Regions from separate parts of the Gossypium hirsutum genome. Here region 2 is linked to region 1. A link is a contact called in public Hi-C data. All regions are on one chromosome and are shown on one strand. Each heading gives the region's core, a stretch centred on a gene start, on an enhancer-like site or on the middle of the called end of the contact. The rest is flanking DNA. Distances are from core to core; before and after follow the strand shown.

Region 1 (5,933 bases), core at 2,444-4,943:
AAGGCCTCGTTCACACTATCATTTGAAGCTTGGTATAGTTAGTTCTTTCATTTTGAATATGGCATGTATAAGACTTTGTCTTTTGAGTTTTGTGTCTTTGTTATTTGGCCGAATGTGTTGGCTTGGGATGAAACCCTTCATTTTGTATAAGGCCACAAATTATGGCTAATATTTATCTATGATATGCAATTGATGATGTTTCATGGATGGGCAAATTACATGAACGAATAAGTGCATGCTTGGATTGTTATAGTGTAATGAGGGTTATTTTTAATTATCATGTTGTGGTTGAATTGGCCTTATGTTAATGCATGGAATTGGTAATAATAATGTGGTATAAGTTAGTGTAAGTAAGGGTGGCAAAAAGGCTTGGTAGATAGCCTTATTTCTGTCCACACGGGTAGACGGACGGGCATGTGTCTAGGCTGTGTACGACACACGGTCAGCCCTATGGGCATGTTATCTGGCCGTGTGACCTTGCACCTTGAAATTGCAAGTCAGTATGTATGGTAGTAAACACATGGGCAGAGACACGACTGTGTGTCTCAGCTGTGTGGTGAACATGACCGTGTGTCTCAGCCGTGTGGAGAACACAGCCTCTAGCCACAGGCGTGTGCCTTGACTGTGTGCCCTAATTGGTTACTGACGTCAAAAATAGAATGTCAAGGTTTTTACACACGGGCTACGACACGGGCGTGTCATGGCTGTGTGAGGGACACGGGATATAGACACGGGCATGTGCCCGACCGTGTGAAAACCCCTGTAGGTTCGAATTTGGAATTAAATTCACACGGGTTAGCGACACGGGCATGTCCCCTTGTGCTTAGGCCGTGTGAACCACACGGGCCTTCAGCACAGCCAGGTCAAAATGGCCACACAAACGTGTGCCCCTGTTTCAAGTGACAATTTTCAAAGTTTTCAAAGGTGTTCGGATTAATCTCGGATCGTTTCTAAAGTGTGATTTGGGCCTTGTAGGCCTATATTAAGAATTTCTAGATTAAGAGTGAAAAGTTTTAAATTTGATCTAGCTTTTATGACTCAGAAATGATTGTATGCATGTGTTTAAGTCAAGTAATACCTCGTGCCCAATCCCAGCCTCGGACTTGGCTAAGGGGTGTTACACATGTATTCGAGTTTATTTTACTATAGTTCACTAGGAGAAACATTATAAATGAAATTGGAAATTTGAAAAGAGGATGGAATGGAATTAGTAATCAAATTGAATTGTCATTAAATGGATTTGATTGTAATTAGATGCATTTATATAATTGATAAAGAAGAAAGGTATTTGTGAATTGTGTTAGTAATCATGTATGCTTGATATGAAATTGTGAAAACATGAAAAGTATTGTAAATTGATATGCTTATGTCACATGTACTATTGATGATCTTAGACAATGTTAAAAACTCGTATTGGTGTTGTTTGAAAGCCTTGTACTAAACAACAATATACCAAATTAAGGTTGCATTTGTACTTGCATAATATTAAGGTAAGTATAGTATCTTTCATTTGAACTTACTAAGCATTCTTAATGCTTAACTTAGTTGTTTCCTCTACCTTGTAGATTGCACCTTACAAAACTCCCAAGTCGAATCGAAAAGAAACTCACACTATCATCAAATCGATAGAGTTATACTTATTTTTCGTTAAAGTGTTGTGGCATGTATATATGACCAATATGTCACTTGAATTGTGAACATAATGTATGTACTAAGAAAATGGTTTTAGTAATTTTTGTGTTTACATTTGCTAGTTTGCCATGTGACTAAGTTGATGCTTGATTTTGGATGTTAAGTTAATAAATGACTTAGATGATGCATGTTTAGCTATGTTTGATGTTATTAAAGAGGGTGATCATGAATTTGCATGAATTTTTAAGGATTGAAAAGTGATGTAGGTAAGGTATAATAAGTTTATAAATAAATTAGAATTGGTATATTTAGGTGTAAAGGTGAGTTGGAACTCATTAGATGATTTTTTCGTAATTGACATATTCAATGCTTGATTGAAATGGCTATGTGATCTTATTGATATGAAATGGTATGAAACTATTTTTTTTTGTAAAAAGGATGTATGAATCATTTAGGTTATGTTATATATTATTAAATTGGAACGAAATGATATTTTTGCCAAAAATAAGGGCCTTGTCACGACCACCAACTTTGAACATCACAACGTGGGTTAAAAGTGAGTGACGTCAAGATGTCGATATGCATAAAGTCGCGATGTGACTTACTGAGTTGGCGGTGTCACGACGTAGAGATTGTGAAGTCGCATCGTTGATCCGAGAAGTTTAAAATCTTACAATTTAGTCTTAATTCATGCTCGGGTTAACAAAAGAGCTTTTGTAAGCTCGTATGGGACCTAGAAATGATTGTGACGCATATTTAGAATGTGGATGACACTTGTTTGCTTATGTGATTTGTTGAATGTTGTAAAAAATTTAAAGTTGCTCTAGCAACGAATATAGCATCCTACAACTCAAACTCGATGATCAGGTCGGGTGAGGGGTATTACAATAATACTTGACTGAGGACATTTAAGCATGATCACATCATTCTTTTGATATTATCATTATACAGTTTATTTAACCACATAAATAAGTACCGAAAACAATAATAGGAATGCCTTTATTAATAAATTATGTAAAAGTATGTTATTACAATCATCACATGATTGATCTTTGGGCACACTCCAACACTAATGACTTATTAAAAGGTCATTCATCCTTTTTTTATTTGGTGCATTGAGTGAGGACAAATATGTTTTTTAGGAACCTTTCTTTGAGTACAAAATTGTATGTATATTGAGTTATTATTATGCAGCTTAGTTTTTTCTATGTAGGAATAACATGTTTAGTGAGAGAATTCACTTTAAATGTATGAAATTAAAGCTACAATAATTTTGGAATTGGTTGAGCTAGAGTTAATATTTTGCTTAAGACTTATTTAATGGATTCATCTTTGAATAAGGTATTACCAATCTACATAGACATTTTCAATTTTGAAATATTTTTGCTAAACTAACAATGATAAAATTATAGTGGCATTAATAAAAGTACTTAATCTTTCTGATGCTTTACACCAAAAGATATGATATTGCTAGGCCTTTTATCTTATTATATTGGTTTGAATCACTCTTATTAAATTAATTTAATTTATTCATTGAAAAATGTTAAAATGCATTTTTATAGAAAATTAATAATAAATCATTAAAAATATTAATTTTAACTATAAAAAATCAGAATGCGACAATTTTATTAAAATAAAAGGTAAGAAGTTCTCTCCAAAAAATGATTAAAAATGATATTTACCGATGTTTAATCAAATAAAAATATTGGTGAAATACCGACATACTAATAAATCTTGAGCAAAGGATGCGACCATGTTTGCATCAAAATTTCACTCCCTTCCATTAGTCATTAACCCTAGCGAAAGCATTTTTCACTTCCATTTGTAAGTAAAGGACAAGCGTTGGTAAAAATAGAAAAAGAAAAGTGAAGCGAAGGGGAAGAGGAAGTAAAAGAGACGCGCGAAAGGTAAGCGAATAAAGAAGGAGAAAACGGTAAAAAGAAAATAGGAGAGGCAATCCATTGGTGAGATAATGGAAGGAAAGAAGGAAAGATGGGCCTCTTGCCGTACTCTTGGATGGGACTTTTCTGGAAAGTTTTTCCTTTTCCTAACATTATTCTCATTTCCTTTTATGTTTCCAAACGCTCCTTCCTTTTCTTCTACTTCACCTTTTTTTTTTTTACTTTCCCTTTTTCTTTTTAACCATTCTTATATATATTTTTTAGGTAAAAAGTAAAAACTAGATTTGTCAAAGCATATGGAACTATTTGACTAATCCGGTTGCTATTCCTCTGTTCTGAATATAACAACATATTTAGGCTTTGCTTTTGTTTTATGCTAATTTCTAAATTTAAATAAAACCAACGAAATTTACCTTTTTTAGGTTTAAACCAAAGGATTTAAAAATTTACAACTTCTTCTTCTACTCTAATCACCAAATTTCATTGATTTTTTCAATATTAGTTTTTAAAAACAGAGCCTGAAAAGAAAGATTGAACTTATTTAGAAACAAAAACAAATTTCATTCATTCATTCATTTATCAGAGAAAGTAAAAGTACAAAAAAAGAAAAACAAAAGCTAAGAGAGAGAAGAAAAAAAAAGAAAAGAAAACTACTAATAAAGGAGATTGTGGATGCTTAGCTCAAACTGGCCTCGTCTATGCTGTATTGGGCAGTCAGGTTTATAGAAGGTGTTCTAACTTAAGCGAACCTCACCTCTCCCTTGCCTTCCTAGCTATACTACCTTTTAGCTAACTCACAACCCTCCTAGGTTTTCTTTTTCTTTTATTACTCATTTATTTGTTCTACCTTCATATATAAAGAGAAAGAGAGATAAAAGAGAGAGTTTTTAGCTCTTTCTCTCCTCTCTCTCTCTCTCTCTCTCTCTCTCTCTCTGAAATCTCTGGTTTTTTTCTTGTTCTTTTTGATTACTTCTAAGAGAAGATGGTGATCGTGAAATTTTAAGTTGTTCTCTTTTGAAGGATACATATCAAGTTTCGTCAAGATTATAAGTAGGGGAAGTTGTGAAAAGAGAGGTGGGAAAATGTGGGATCTTAATGACTCTCCTTATCAGCAACCTAGAGACGATGAATCCGAGGGGTGTTCATCACAGAAAACGTCTGTAGATGGAGATGAAGATAAGGGTAAACGGGTCGGGTCCGTTTCGAATTCGAGCTCGTCAGCTGTGGTGGTGGAGGATGGATCGGAAGAAGAAGAGGGAGAGAGGGTTAAAGCAGCTTTAAAGAAGCGAAGCAACAAGATGATTTTTGGGTTCCCGGTGCCTGGTGAAGAAGTTTTCACGGAGAACAGTGTCCCGGCTCCAGTGACCCGTCAGTTTTTCCCGCTGGATCAAGACCCGGAAATGGGGGCCAACTGTCTCGGAAGTGGACCAGGGTTCCCTCGGGCTCACTGGGTTGGTGTCAAATTCTGTCAATCGGAGCCTCTCCCCCATGCTAAATCTGTTGAAGTTTCTCAGCCCATGAAGAAAAGCAGGAGAGGACCCAGGTCAAGAAGCTCTCAATATAGAGGAGTTACCTTTTATAGAAGAACTGGCAGATGGGAGTCTCATATCTGGTTTGTTAATTTCTGTTTTTTTTTCTAACAAAGCTTTGAATTTTCTTGTTTTTTTTCCCTCGAGCCAATCAGAATTTAAACATTTTTTTCTTTGGGTTTGTCATTTAACGTACAGGGATTGTGGAAAGCAAGTTTACTTAGGTATGGCTATTTTTTCTTTAAAAAAAAACATTTTGAGACAGATTTTGTTTTTGCAATTTAATGTTTTGTGAGTTAGATAAGATGGGTCTTTTTCTTAGCATCGGCTTTGATTATATATATAGGTGGATTCGACACAGCACATGCAGCTGCTCGGTAAGTCCTCAAGTTTTAACCTTTTTTTCTGTTTTTTAAAGGCAAAAAGAAAAACAAATAGAAGTTTTAAGAAAGTTTTCCTTCATTGCTTGTGGCAGTGCATACGATAGGGCAGCAATCAAGTTCCGGGGAGTTGAAGCCGACATAAATTTTAGTATTGAAGATTATGAAGATGACTTGAAGCAGGTGAGACTCTGAGAGAGAGAGAGAGAGAGAGAGAGAGATGAAAACATTGCATAGTTCATCTTATCTTTGAGTGGTTCTATCTTTATCTTGTAAAGTTTCTTTCTTTTTCTTTTTTTATTTCTGGCTTTATATTTTGTTGGTCTGGAGACACGTAAATCACATCGTTCACAAAAGGGAAGATTCTTTTTGTTGTTTTAACAGATGTGTAACCTAACCAAGGAAGAATTTGTGCACGTACTTCGCCGACAAAGCGCGGGATTTCCTCGAGGAAGCTCCAAATATAGAGGAGTCACCTTACACAAATGTGG
Region 2 (5,933 bases), core at 2,059-4,558, 430 kb before region 1:
ATGCTTCTTTTTCTTAAAAAAATCATGTTTAGAAAGTCAAATATTTGATTAAAAGGACTCATGAGAGTGTTGTGCGAATATATAGAGAGGAGTATTTAAAGAAAGTGTGCATGTTTGAATAGTTGTAGCTGTGTTTCTTTTAATGTTTGGATAGCTTAACTCCTTGCATCATCTATGTTACAGACTGATTGGGAGGGTGGCTACTTCCCGCTCACGCTCCATTTCAGTGAAGATTATCCCAGCAAGCCTCCAAAGTGTAAATTTCCCCAGGGCTTTTTCCACCCAAATGTTTATCCATCTGGTACTGTTTGCCTTTCAATCCTAAATGAGGATAGTGTACGTATCTCCTTCTCTTCAGTAATGGTTACGTGTTTGAATAGTTGTATTTCAGTCTATACAACCTGAATTTTCATGCCATTCTTATGTTGTACATAGGGTTGGAGACCAGCCATAACTGTGAAGCAGATTCTTATTGGAATCCAAGATCTTCTGGATGCTCCAAACCCTGCTGATCCTGCTCAAACTGAAGGGTATCACCTCTTCATCCAGGTATATTTTTTAAGTTGAGATTTTGCGAAGACTTCAAAACTTCCTGAAATTGGGGGCAACTGTATTTTTAGTTCATTAAATTTAAATTTGGGTGTTTTAAACATGATTGAATGAGGTTTTGGATTATTGTAATCAAAATCAATGAATGACATGCATAATCTTGTTTTGGTATATGCAGGATGCTAATGAATATAAGAGAAGGGTTCGCCAGCAAGCCAAGCAGTACCCACCTCTGGTCTAGTCTGTTGTTATTAAAAAATAGTAACTAAGACTTTCCATGAAATTGCTGGTAAAATGCCGGCTGGGTTGGCTGCTCGCCTCATGTATAATGCTAGACTTGGCTTTTGCTAAGAGAAAATATGCTTCCTTGGGTATTTGGTAATCTATATAAACTGTATGAACCAGCATTGGTATTTCAACTCTCATCGGATTCGGATTAATGGTTGTTTCTAATTTTATACTACTAGACTGATAGCTCCAAAGTGAGGCTTGCTTTTCTTTCAGACTCTGTTTGTTTCAGCAGAGCATCCACCAATGTCTCAAATAAATATGCCAATAGCTTTTAGTACTCGAAATTGCCAATTGTTTCAATGCCCAGGACGTGAAACGAGTTCTATCCCAAGTATATACAATTGCCTTTCTATTAGTGTTTAGCATTTGTACGATCCTGTCCTTTTATGGGGTTCACTTGTCTTTATAGCCTGCACGTTGGTCAGTTTAACTGTCAAGTATTATTGAAATATTTTAAAATTACTAGTAAGGGATGAACTTGGTATTTAGGTTCCTCTACTCTTTTACATGAATTTGGTAATCTTTAAATTTGGTAGTGTGTTTGCGACAAGATTGTATCGGTTGCTCAAACCAAAGGTAAAATCAATTAACTTGAAATTCGCTCAAAATTAATAAAAATTAAAAATTAGGATAAAAATTAGTAGATGAATAGTTTAAATCGATTTAATAATTTTTTTTATTTAATATCTTTTGTTGGTCTACTAATTGAACTCATCGAGTTGATTGAATTGCGAAATAATGATTTGATTAGTTTAACCATTGACTTGGTTATGTAATATTTTGAGATTGTATGTTATAATTTGAATTTTTTGTTTTAATTTTTAAATAATAATGTCGCACAATATTAGAGGGGCATGTTAGCAAATTTTTATATTTTTTTAAGTTTAGTGGTCAAAATAAATCTACTTGTTAAGTTCAAATATCAAAGTGGGTTTAGTTGTTATCAAGTTTAAAGACTAGAAATTATATTATTTCTCATAGTAATTATAATATATTTTATAATAAAATTTAAATTTAAATTTCTTTTATTTAATTTTAAAATTAAAACTAGGCCTAGCTAGGCTGGTTTGAAGTTTGAAAATCCTTACCCGAGTTTGAACCAAACCTATTAAATCAAAAAAGTTGCTCAACTCATGGATATGTTTATTTTTATTTAACTTCTTAAAATTAGTCTATCATCTACAATTTTTCTTTATAATATTATCTTTATAAATATTGTGGGATGTTAAATTCGAGTCTCACCTTGATAAATTATTTTTTATTAAATTATTTACAAAATGTAAATATTTTTTTTGTTAATATTCAAATGCTAAAAATTATAGATTAGATTCTATTTATTTAGCTACAAAAAATAGTATAAGGACTTATTTAAATAAGTGTAGTATGTTAACATTTAATAATTTTAGAATTATTTTTATTTAAGGTCAATTTGTTTACATGTAAATATTTTTCGTAAAATATTTTTATTTTTTTACAGGAAATTATTCTCCAAAAAAAGGATAAAATCAAAAAATTTTTTAAGGAAAATGTCTAACTAAATTTTTTTCCGTAAGACATTTTTCAAACTGATAAGGCTCTGTTCACTATCTTCATTGTCAAAGAAACAAAAAAGGAAGCTTTCAGAGCAACAAAAGAGAAGTTCTCCTCACTGTCAAAGAAAACAATCTCTTATATTCTAATTTTATATTTTTTACAATTTAATCCAAAAAATCCAAATTTTTACTAGTCTACAATTTAATTCCTCAAAAATAGATTTTCTTATTCTACAATTCAGTCCTAAACCTCGTTTTGTACAATTTTATAAAATTTTCCCTTTTCTAAAATTTCTAGGTTTTATAATTTAGTACTTACAACTAAAATTTTCAAAAAATAGCCATTGATTTTTGAACAATTAAGCTTTCATATTCTATTTTTCAAAATTGTAAAATCTCAAACAATGTAAATTAGTCCTAAAACTCAAGTTTAGAAATGTTTACAATTTAACCCCTATTGTTTCAAACATTACTATTTCATGCTTAACTTTCCAAATTTTCATATTCCATAATCATATAATTTAGTTACTATTCAATGTTTCAGATTTCACTACTCAAACCCTTAGAATTCGAAAATTTACAAATTTTACAATTTAATCCTTCAATTTTTATCAAATTAAATCATGTTTCAACTTACTCATCTAAATAATATTCAAAATAAATATTTACCACATTCATCTTAATTAAACATAAATTTATATTCCTTAATATACAAAATTAACAATTAAACTTAATTAAATAAATTAAAATTAATTAACACTAAAACATAAATAAAATTTATGAAATAAACTCAATTAAACATTAAGAAGATAATAAAAGTTCATGGTTTAAGTGGGATCCATGAACTAATAATAAAGATTGGAATATGGTTTTACTTGTAATTTTAAGGCATAGGAGTTCATATATTAAATATTTGAGACATCCAACATTGTCTTTCTGCTGCTTAGGTCTAAAAAAGAATTTAGTTAATTGGATTATTATTATTATTAGGACACAAACACAGGGAATAACATTAACAATGGCCGGTGCCATTTGACCAAAAGAAAAAAGCTATGGACGACATGGCTGCCTACTATCCTCCACCCTCAGCCCTTCTCCCTCCTCACTACCCTTACTACCAAACCCCTCCACCTGCTGTGACGCCGCCGCCTCCACCTCCTCCTCCTCCTGGTGCTGCTGCCCCTGCCCTCCATTACCACTCCTACATCCCCCACCAACAACCTCCGCTGCCCCCACCACCCCCTTTCGCCTCATATTCCCTTCCTCACCTCGCTGCTTATTCTTCTCATGACTCCGTTCGGACCCTCTTCATCGCCGGCCTTCCCGAAGACATTAAGCCCCGCGAGATTTACAATATTTTCCGCGAATTTCCCGGTTATGAATCATCTCATCTTCGGAGCCCCAATACCTGCCAAAATTCTCAGGTCCTCTGTTCTCAAATTAATTCTAAGAATCTCATTTTTTATAATCGTTGACATTGTATGGTTGGGGTTGTTGTAGCCGTTCGCTTTTGCTGTCTTCTCCGACCAACAGTCTGCGCTCGCCGCGATGCAGGCGCTTAATGTAAGAACTTCTATGCTTTTATCATATTTGGAATTTCTACTCCGAACTCGTAACTTTTATTATAAATGATTAATTATTATGGTAATTTTTTGAATAGTTGAATTTGTTTATAAGTACCAAATTGGCATTGGAAATTCTTTTAGAAATCGGTTGAGAGCCCCATCTTTTGGCACCTTGTTTTACAGGGAATGGTGTTTGATCTTGAGAAAGGATCAACTTTGTTCATTGATTTTGCGAAATCAAATTCCCGATCAAAGCACCCTAGAACAGGTTGATGCCTGTTCTGTTTCTTGTTTTTAATTTAATTTTCAGCAATATGATCATCTGTATGTTTGAAACAATTTGAACCTGAATAGTGAATAATGTATACTTGGTTTGGTTATGGCAAATAGATGAAGAATGGACTGGCTCTAATAAGAAATCGAGGGGATCATTTTCGAGGTCTACCAGTGATTCGTGTAAGATAATCTCCTAGAATTCTGCTTGGACTTTTTTGTGTTCCCACAATCTTTTAAGCTTTGTGTTCATTGCTGGTTGATGTGGTTAAGTTACTCAATCCATGTTGTCTATTGTTCATATGATGTTACACTTGAAGTATAAATTAGTTACTCACATGGAGGACACATTCGCCTAAAGCTCACATTGCACATGTTTTACACGCTTGGACACTAGCAGGTTTTGGAAGCGTTCACGTGTCTGGAATGGGTAATTCTGCTTACAGCATGATTCGTTATCCACCTGCACAAAGGTCATCTGCACTACTTGAGCACATTTTTATTCCTTGGAAGTGATTGCTTCTAGATGACTTAGCACATCATAGTTTACTTTAAATGAAAGGTCTAGGGCTCATGCCCTGCTCCCCAGTGTTGAAGTAAAGGATTTTCTTTTGAGATTTTTGCTTCTCTAATACTTTTTTTTTTTTTTGCAACCGTTCAGTTTGGGAAATGTTGATGCCAATGCTGAGTCCACAGCTATGAAATCGGTAAAATGCTTCTATCTTTTTGCTTGAACTTGTGAATAAAAATACATCAGTGAGTTGCCATGTATTTTTTTCCTTTTGTTTGGGATTTTATGGGGAACAGTCTCTAGATCTTTCCTGGTTAAAATGTCATTTGTTTTTTTGTCACCAAGCATCCTACCTAGGAAATAATAGTTATCAGATCTTTCATTTAGATGTAAATTTAGCTGGCACGTTCATAGCACTGTCACCTAGTTTGTTATCACCCCATTTTCTTCTTCTTGGCAGCCCATAGGGCTCCTGAAAGAATTCTAGTGTAGAAGGATAAACCCGGACTAACAAATCATGGTTGCAATTGAAATAATTTGAGCCTGTTAATAAATAAACCTTGAAGAGAAACAAACTAAGTGTTCAGTAAAAGGTTGCATTTTTCAATCATTTAGTGAATCTTATCAATGAAACTTAACTTGTTAGGCAAAGTATTATTAGAGTGCCCTTTTTTCTCATATACATTAGCAAAATAATTCTACAGTCTCTCACTTTTGCAGAGTGCTAGCCCATGTCCGACACTTTTTGTGGCTAATCTAGGGGCAAGTTGTACAGAAGAGGAACTAATTCAAGTATTTTCAAGGTAAAAGGAGATAGTTTGCCATATAAAATATGCTCATTGTGTATAACTTTCTGTTTCTTCTGTCAGATGCCCTGGGTTTCTGAAGTTGAAAATGCAGAGTACGTATGGAGCTCCAGTTGCATTTGTTGATTTCCAGGTACGTAATTCCTCTCTTGTTTCTATGTTGTGTCTATTCGCTTCTTTGTTTGCTTCGTTTCTCTCTCTCTCTCTCTAAAATACTTGAGAAAAAACTAGCAGTTCTATTTGATAAATAAGAATAATGCACTTGTTCTAGCTTAATGTGCAAGGTGCTCAAGTGTTATACTTCATCTAGTTATGGCTTAAGGGATAGGCTTTGTGTATTTTCGGAAAGGCCATCTTTTTTCCTTTTGTTGGCTGTTGTGAAGAAGTGAGACCAATTTTCAATCTA

Evidence for each region. Hi-C and Micro-C count contacts between places; a contact is called where the count stands out from the background.
Region 2: a Hi-C map of hypocotyl shows a contact between it and region 1, with 3 times the contacts expected there. The contact joins the promoter of LOC107913371 here to the promoter of LOC107898078 in region 1. A contact is called at or near these places in 4 of 34 Hi-C or Micro-C datasets (callus, hypocotyl and leaf).

Annotation. Positions count from the first base shown.
Region 1 is chrA11:34,869,251-34,875,183 of Gossypium_hirsutum_v2.1, reverse strand. LOC107898078 (floral homeotic protein APETALA 2) reads left to right here and starts at 3,693. Exons shown (of 10, transcript XM_016823632.2): 1 at 3,693-5,145; 2 at 5,261-5,286; 3 at 5,409-5,439; 4 at 5,538-5,625; 5 at 5,827-5,933. The coding sequence starts at 4,616.
Region 2 is chrA11:35,302,224-35,308,156 of Gossypium_hirsutum_v2.1, reverse strand. It overlaps LOC107913371 (RNA-binding protein L), which reads left to right and starts at 3,308. Exons shown (of 10, transcript XM_016841937.2): 1 at 3,308-3,796; 2 at 3,873-3,935; 3 at 4,121-4,205; 4 at 4,328-4,393; 5 at 4,611-4,683; 6 at 4,872-4,917; 7 at 5,442-5,524; 8 at 5,591-5,660. The coding sequence starts at 3,425. LOC107913372 (SUMO-conjugating enzyme SCE1) reads left to right here. Exons shown (of 5, transcript XM_016841939.2): 3 at 184-336; 4 at 436-549; 5 at 728-972. The coding sequence ends at 790.